2 separate regions of the Mus musculus genome follow, and region 1 is linked to region 2. A link is a contact called in public HiChIP or PLAC-seq data. All regions are on one chromosome and are shown on one strand. Each heading gives the region's core, a stretch centred on a gene start, on an enhancer-like site or on the middle of the called end of the contact. The rest is flanking DNA. Distances are from core to core; before and after follow the strand shown.

Region 1 (4,215 bases), core at 480-2,979, 180 kb before region 2:
TTCAAGTGATGATATACAGAAGACAGACATAGAGATGGATGTAGCTTTAATGGCGGGTTAATCCCCCCACCCCCAAAACCATAGACTAACCTCCCACCCCTCTCTTCCGCCACCCCCCACCCCCACAGAAAAAAGAAAACAAACACAGTGCCATGCAAGTGATATCTTACTTTGAGTTTTTGGTGGATGGGATTCGAAAGACCCCACAACAACATAGACTTTTACCATTGCTTTTGCTCGCTTGAATAATTGATGTTAATTCCCTATTGCTGAAGACACCACATACTTTGGGCATGGAACTGACAGAAATGAAACTGATACTGACCAGAAAGCATTTTCCTCAGAGCTCTCACACTGTCAGAAATGCTATGAAGGTTCTAGACAGTCCTACCCAACTCTAAATCCCGTGAACCTGCTTGTTTGTTTGTTTTGTTCTTGTTCAGGAAGGAGCTCCAATCATAGTGATCAGATGTAAACACATGAACAAAAGGCCAGTACTAATTGGACTCAGTAAGTCACACACACACACACACACACACACACACACACACACACACACAATTATATACGAAGAGATGCCGCTGAGTGATGGTGGCGCATGCCTTTAATCCCAGCACTCGGGAGGCAGAGGCAGGTGAATTTCTGAGTTCAAGGCCAGCCTGGTCTACAGCGTGAGTTCCAGGACAGCCAGGGCCATACAGAGAAACCCTGTCTCAAAGAGAGAGAGAGAGATGGGGAGAGAGAGAGAGAGAGATGGGGAGAGAGAGAGAGAGAGAGAGAGAGAGAGAGAGAGAGAGAGAGAGAGAGAGAGAGACCAATAAGTTGAATCAAGGCTCTCAGAGACTAATCCTGACTCTGAGATTCCCACTCACATGCGCGTGATTCCCAGAGCACCTGAAGTCAAAGAGATGTTCTCCTGGTGCCCGGTTCCTTCCCTCCCTAATGGGCTCTCCTCCTGACACCCTGGCTGGAAGCTTCTTCCCCCAGACTTTGTCATTTTCCAGGCTTTTGTTGTCCTCTCTCACACAGTATTCTGGATCCAAGGCCCCCGTAGAGAAGGACCCCTTTCTTGCTGTCCTGTTTTCCTCTGGGTAGTAGACACTGGGCCAGCTCTGTCCCTGACCAATCATGTGGCACTAGCCAGCTGACTCCACCTCTCTCCTCTTCTGCTTTTCAGATCTGTTTCCCCCTTCTTCTCCCCACCACCCCCACCCCAACCCCCACCCAACCCCACCCCCAGGACTTGTGGTCACCCATATCTGCCCTCACTCTACATGCTTAGTAGCTCTGGCTGTCCTGATCTCCTCTACATTCGTGTTTGAAAGGTTGCCTGGTCACAGATAAGGCAAACAGTTTGAATAAAGGGAACATGTAAAAGGAGCACCTTGCTAGGCCATGCGAGCAGAAGTGGGCACGAGACAAAGAAGCCTCATTCAATCTTCACTGTCCTTGCGCGGTGATTTGGGCCCACTGTGAAATTAAGGAAACTGGTTTGCCAAAGGCGGAACTGTTATCCACTTAGGCACAAGGCTCCCTGGGGCAGGCCTCATGCTCTATCTCCCAAAGGGCCTGAGGGAAGTCATTTTGCTTGTTCAGAAAGAGTAAGGAAGGGGGAGAGAAGAGGAAAAACAGCTCCAAGAATGCTGAATTGGCTCTCTGCGGGATGCTGCCGGCTGCTGCTTCACAGTAGAGATGCCAAACCGAGCCTAGACCCACCCTGTCAGCAACAGCGCTCTTGTCACAGCAGATCCGCCAATACAGCCTGCGCCACCGAGGAATCCTTGTTTATTTGTATTTCGTGCTAAGAAGAGACTGGCCCAGATCCAGGAAAGCCACTCCACGAAGCGGCGCCCCTCTCCAGCAGCTTCCGATTGATTCTAAACACTACATGCCTGGAATAGTCAAACCAAGACGCTTTTTATCTGCTCACGTAGGTTCTCGCTAACACCCGAGAGGAACGATGCTCTCCTGGGGATTTTGGCAAAGTAAAGCGCGGGCCTGCGGGCAGCCATTCCGCATGTCGCCGCGCGGTGGCGGAAGCAGCACAGCAAAGGGGTTCAGCGAGGAAGCCAATAACTAAACCGTGATTCTGCGCCCCAGGACCTGGGTCGTCCCCTGTGTGCAAAGGGTCGCCCAGAAGGAAGAAGGGGAAGGAAAAAGGACAGCGGCGTCCCATGAGAATGGAGAGTGATGGTAGTGTGTTCCAAAGATGCGTTTTGTTTTGTTTTCTCTGGCTAACACCGGAAATAGAAGCAGCAGAAAAGGGACTGGAAGGATTCTCCCTCTGGCACCGTGCAACAGCAGCTGTTCTTTGATTGAAATGCTCTGTTACCGTTGTGTATGAGGCTTAATCGCCCAAGGAAGCTGCAGCTTCTCCCATTCACTTTCTTCCATATTCTCCCAAAAGTATACGTCCCAGTTAGCTACTCTGTAAAATTCAGTTCTGGTGTCCCCAATCCAAGATTTCTTTGTCGGTGTGGGCTGTGTGTCCAAGCCACAGTCTTGCCCATACATCAGCTTTGCCTCTATGCACCACGCCTTCCTACCCCCACCTACAGAGTGCCTTTTCTAGTCAGCTGGTTCCCTTTGGCATCCTCTTTATTTCATCTTTGGAAGGGTTGCCTATCCATATTGAATTCGTTGAACCCTGTATTTGGAAGCACAGCAACAATGTTCAGCCTTGTCCTGATGCCCACTGGCATCCTATATAATTCATTCTGTCCTGATTATCTTGTTAGGTAGATGAGACAATTGGGGCTCCACAGCTAAAGTAAGTGGTAAGTAGAAAGGAGCCCCCCTCTCCATGTCCAGGTAACTCAGGCACTTGCCTTTGCCCTCAGAGAGGGGCAGCTTTGTCATCAGGTTCCTCTGACCAGTTATGGCTAGGACTTCATTTCCTAAGCAGGATGAAGCTATGTTCTGGCATATTCTGAGAGGTTCTGGACAATGGATCTATATCCCCAACACCGCATCCCGACTATCACAATCATACTCCATCCTCTCTCTCTCTCTCTCTCTCTCTCTCTCTCCCCCTCTCCCTCTCCCTCTCCCTCTCCCTCTCTCTCCCTCTCTCTCCGTCTCTCTCCCTCTCTCCCTCTCTCTCTCTCCCTCTCGTGTTCTGCTACATGCCACCTGTCTAAGTGTTCTGGAAGGCCAGAGAAGGCCATGATATCCTCTGGAGCTGGAGTTACAGTTGGTTGTAAGGTTGCCCAGTGTGGATTCTGTGAATCAAACTAATGTCCCGTGCAAGAATAGCAAGTGCTCTTATCTGCTGACCCATCTCTGTAGCCCCCTTTCACTCACTTGTTAAGTGTTGTTAGTAAGATATTATTCTGTGAAATTAAAGATTAGACACAAAGCAGATAAGGCGCTGCATGTGCAGTAGAGTTTGTTTAGGAGGTGCTGTCTATCATTCTTCCCCGACGTGTGTTACCAGGTATTCAGGATTACTCATTCTGTAACTGGAGAGAGATGCAGCCAAACTCCAGCAGTTCTGTGGAGTTACTAAATAAACAGTACAATTCAAAACCATGTGGCTGAGGACATTAACTACACAGGGATAATTGAAGGTTAAAACCTAAGAAACCTTAAAGTGGCTCATTCTTTGACAACATCCCAATGAAGGCGTGTCCCATGACCCTGGCCCTGGTATATTCCTGTCTCCACAGACCTGGATGGAAGAAGTTGGTCTCCAAGGAACTTTCTCTAGTTGTCCAAGAATGTGGGACCTCATGGTTGGTTTCAGTATGTGTGTTCATGTCTCTTTGCACAGCCCACGATTGGGCTGGCTCTGCCAGAGCCTCATTTTCATGATTTGGTGCCACACCCTGGACTTATATGTTAATAACACTTAAGCCTAACCAAGACTCTCCCCAGCAGTTGTAGAGCAGGGCTAAGAACCATGTTTTTCAGATAATCCTGAATGGAGAGCTTAGGTAACTATGACCCATCAGTTCACCAGTCCAGAGTGTCTGAAATGGACCATGAGGTGAGGGCTGACAGATGGAGTATGGACCAGGTTGAGAAAACCATTAATAGATCACATTAAAGAGTAGTTGTGGTTTTAAGGTCACCTCAAACATCTCTATTCTAAAGGAGCCATGTGCCAATGTTTTTGTGAGACTATTCCGTCTCTTATAAAACTCACCTCATTAGCTCTTATGGTCTACAGTGGAGCTTAAAGCACCAATCAGAGAGGACCTATTATTTGGTGGA
Region 2 (4,357 bases), core at 453-2,952:
GCAAGTTTGGTCTTTGATTCATAGCCCTTCCAACAGGAAATTCCAGGGTGAGAGCCCAGGGCCCTTGAAAATTATGGTTAAGAGCTCTACCACATGGCTCATCACAACCACATCCCTGGCCTTGACCTATTTGTTGTTGTTCAAAATATATTTATAAAATACAATATTAACTATGGACAATAAAATTAAAACATAAACAATTATAACTTAATCTTTAAAAGAATCACACTTCAGAATATATTTAAGAAATTACATGATCCAAAAACTATGGGAAACTACTATAATTTATGTTTCCAATTCCAAACTCACAACTAGAGTGAATATCCAGGAACACTTTCAGATCAATATTATACAATAAATTATGAATTACCAATTGCCTAATAAAGACAATCCAACTGTACATCAAGTAGTAAATGAATATGAAAAACTAGCAATGAAGCATTACTCAAGCTGCAAAAATATTCATGGAGTAATGCAAAGGGATAAAGCAAAGGTTTCATGATTACCATTCTATCCGGATTTGTTTCATCTATGACAAATTCATACAGCTAAATAATGCACTACTCCACTCTCTCTCCCTCCTACCCCTCTCAGTGCCCTTCCTCTTTACAAGTCCTTCTGGGACCCAGTGAGCTCAACCACGGTTTTTCAGCTATGCACTGGAATCTGATGGGCTAACCAGTGGGTATGCAAGTGAAGGCAATGACTACCTCTGCCCCAGAACAGTCAATACTTCAACAGGTGATGTGTGGCCCCTCAGGTATGTAGAATATTTATTTGTTTATCATTTATTAAATACGGGAACTGTCAACCCATGTGTCCATGTGCTTGGACTTCTATGTACAGAAAAAGAACACTCGAGGAAGAAACCTTTCAAATGACAAAGAAACCACACTCAGTGTCTTCTCCAAGTAGCTGACTGACCTAGATGATCTAAAGCTGTGGGCCACCACAGGGCCTGCACTTTCTTTTCTCAAATGCTGAACTCAAATCTCTGAACGCTCCCAAATTACCCTTCCTGCAATCCTGAGTTGGTTCTTTGCATTTAGGACCTGAGGCTGTAATTTCTGACCAAAAACGATGTCACCAGTCTTAAGGCAATGTTAACTTCCTTCTGAACCTCAGCTCAAGGGTTGGATGTGCACTATGGGTAGGAATGTTGAGGGGCACCTATCTACTTTTAAGCAGAGTCCCTTGCCCATTAAAAAATATGAAACTACTAAAACACAATTTAAACATCCCAGCAAGAAAGTCATTACACGCACACGCACACGCTCACGCACACACACACACACACACCCACACACACACACACACACACACACACACACACACACACACACACAGTCTTAAGGATGATGGTTAGGTACAGAGATCTCCTAAATATCTGAAACCTACTAGGCCCCTCCCGAGGAATCCATTTTGACAAAGGTTCTGGCACTGACATCTGAACAAACTGAATAGGAGCAAGTGAAGTCACAACAACATTAAGTGCAATAACTTTCAACCCCCTTTCTGGTTCCCAAAATGAAACTTACTAAAATAAAACTCGACAGCCCAAAGCTCCCCGGGATGTATTCCAGATGAACGGAGTCATATACACTCAAGGATGCAAGGCCTCACTCACAGCACACTCGTCTGTATTCTGAGGCCTCACATGGACAAGGGCAGCTGTTTTCATCTGCATCTGACAATGCGAGCCCTGGGTCTCAAAGCCAAGGATTGCTGATGAATGCAACTTTAAATTTAATTTGGGGGGATGCTAATTGTGGAGTGATGGAAAAATGCTGGCGACATTTTGACTTTAGCAGCCCTGCTGCCCTGATTAAAAAAATATCAGCTTTCCATCTCTAAGACATTTCTTAGGTGGACTCCTTACAAATTGTTGAGGTGTAATTTGTGCACAGTTAGTTCTTTGTTTAATCGAGAAATCTGCCCAACCTCTGATTGGACTGATTTCCCTAAGGCCAGCACTGAAGGTTATTTCCTTATGCCTTCTGGGAACACAACCTCTCTAATACATTTCTGAATTATTCCAGACTGAGCTGAAGCTGAACCTGAGAACAAAGCCCTGGTTCCACAGCAGAACGACTAACTGAAGTCCCAGCAGGGAAGGGTTAGGCAGAGATTTATAAGTACAAACACTGAAGAAATTTGCAAGTAATTGCATGTATTTGCTTTCTATTGTGGGATGCAGTAAAGCAGCATTTATTAAAATATCTCAGGCAGGTACTGTTTATTGCCCTCTCCTTGATGCCTTGTAGAAGGAATAAAGTGTATAGCTCTTTTCATTTCTTTAAATTAAGGGGCCAAAACAACCTTTCAAAAAATATAAAGAGGAAGCTGAAATTGGACACACTCTGAATGAATACTGCTTCTTAGCCTGGACTCAAATAGCAACCATGGCTCTAGATCATCGTTCTGATTTCATCTTGCAAAGCTTAACTTTTTAAACGCTGATAAGTTTCCAGGAATCCATTACTTGGGGATCAACAATTACCAGTTTTTTCAATGAAGTGTCTACTACTATTACTGCACTACAGCTGACAAAGATGAACAAATGACAGGCTCAGAATGTTACAGATTCATAAGCAAAGGATTTAAATAACAAGAAAGGGAGTTATGTTCCCTGGCTCCCATAACTGAATCCTTGGGCCACGGCTGGCTTTGGGTCTTAAACTGTCAGAATGAGATGGTCATTAAAAAAAAAGAAGAAGAAGACAGGTGACGCTCAGTCCCCTCAAAACTCTAGTGTCAGAGTTTGCCCCCTTTCATATTTTAATGCCAATGACAGACTTAAAAGAGTGATACAGAAAAGTAGCCAGATGGGTCTTCAACTTTAGCCTCACCCCCAAAAGCTTTTCAATACAGGCTCCTGATGAAGTCGGGAGTAAAGAAGCTCCCCAAAATGTGTCTTTCTAACAAGTTCTCTAGGGATATAAGTGCTGTTAGCCTCATAGAAATATTTACTATAGTCAAGACAAAAGGGAACAAAAATATTTTTAAATCACAAATGACAACCTGAGGGGAATTCACCTTTTTTTCTTCATACAAAAATGGCATGTTAGGCATCAAATCCTAATCAATGCCCCAGTATGTTTCTGTGCTGAGTTTCCAGGTCTTTCCTACCTCTCATCAGTGGCTTTGCATTGGTTTGTGTTCTCGTTCTCGTTCTCTCTCTCTCTCTCTCTCTCACTCTCTCTCTCTCCCTCTCTGTCTCTCTCTCTCTCTCCTTCTTTTGTGCCCCTGGAAGAGAAGGTCAACTTGCAGAGTGGGAGCTTGCCTGTTTGCTGGTGCAAGGACTATAGACCTCATGTCCCCACGTCCTGCTTCTCTATCCACAGGGTACACACATCTAGGTGACTGTAACGATTACACACAGGGCACTGGGCACTACACTAGAAAAGCCGAACACACACTGTGTAACACATAGTAACAATAGTTACTCTTCTTTTTAAATGATTTTCATTATAATACAATAGATTTAATATTAAAAAAAAAAAAAGCCAGGGTGCTTCTTTGTTTCCTAGAAGCATCCTCATAGCCAAGCAACTAGAATTAGCTTAATTTTAGTAACGGTAATAACCAAATTCCAGAGCTGTTTCGAAAGCCCAGGCAGTGGCATCAAAAGGAAGGTGTCTGAGACGAGCACTACAGCCCGACCTTCGCCCTGGGTTCAGCTCATCCTTCTTTTACATCAACTCTTGGATTACTAAACTAGAAACTTATCTCCCAAGGTCTGTGACATCAAGACATATGAATTAGTGACCACACAGGAATACTAAAATGAAAAATGCCATTAGATAAAAACAAGTCAGGTAAGGAATTCTTACTTTGGTGTCCTCTGTTATTTTTTTTTAATTTAAAATATTTTATAGAAAAGAACTGGTCCCCCTTTTTTTTCAATTATAAAACCATTACCTTATGTTTATATAAAATAAGACTTTTTTTTTAAATTGGAGAACCATAAAGTCTGTGGGCAGAAACACAAAATAGCCCAAAGTGGTATCACCAGGACAGGAAACTTGATGGTTCTGTGCCTCAACTACTTTGCCTTAAATGGCTCCACACTAACATAGATCTCAGTGACCAGGTGACCAAGTGACCAAGTGACACACAGACCCTTTCAACCCTCAAAGCAAGCCAGAAGTACTAGGTGATGACAGATCATAAATGCAAGTTGTCCAGTAACCTATAAGTTAGCCATTCAATGGTAAAAATAGACTCTTTCTCCTATTTCAAATTGTACCTGACTTCCTTCCATTAGCCAGTCATCTACACCTACCTTTTCTTTATTAGAAGAAGCATGCAGGAAACAAGTATATTTTATAAAATAATTATCCATTAACACTGACAG

Evidence for each region. HiChIP or PLAC-seq counts read pairs in DNA pulled down with a chosen protein or histone mark.
Region 1: an H3K4me3 HiChIP or PLAC-seq map of craniofacial prominence shows a contact between it and region 2, with 4 times the contacts expected there. The contact joins two enhancer-like sites. A contact is called at or near these places in 2 of 484 Hi-C or Micro-C datasets (the HPC-7 cell line and embryonic fibroblasts) and 2 of 115 datasets of contacts at active chromatin or transcription factors (craniofacial prominence and stem cell-derived neural progenitor cells).

The regions. Positions count from the first base shown.
Region 1 is chr13:15,757,110-15,761,324 of GRCm38.p6, reverse strand. No RefSeq gene overlaps it. Among named protein-coding and RNA genes, the nearest start is that of 4933412O06Rik, 43 kb to the left of the region's middle. Within about 2 kb of position 1,729, at least 157 of the 459 cell types and tissues checked have an H3K27ac peak or open chromatin away from gene starts, as enhancers often do. A contact at or near this core is called in craniofacial prominence, where this site is marked.
Region 2 is chr13:15,574,971-15,579,327 of GRCm38.p6, reverse strand. All of the region lies in intron 3 of Gli3 (GLI-Kruppel family member GLI3), which reads right to left. Among named protein-coding and RNA genes, the nearest start is that of Gm6556, 110 kb to the right of the region's middle. Within about 2 kb of position 1,702, at least 15 of the 459 cell types and tissues checked have an H3K27ac peak or open chromatin away from gene starts, as enhancers often do. A contact at or near this core is called in craniofacial prominence, where this site is marked.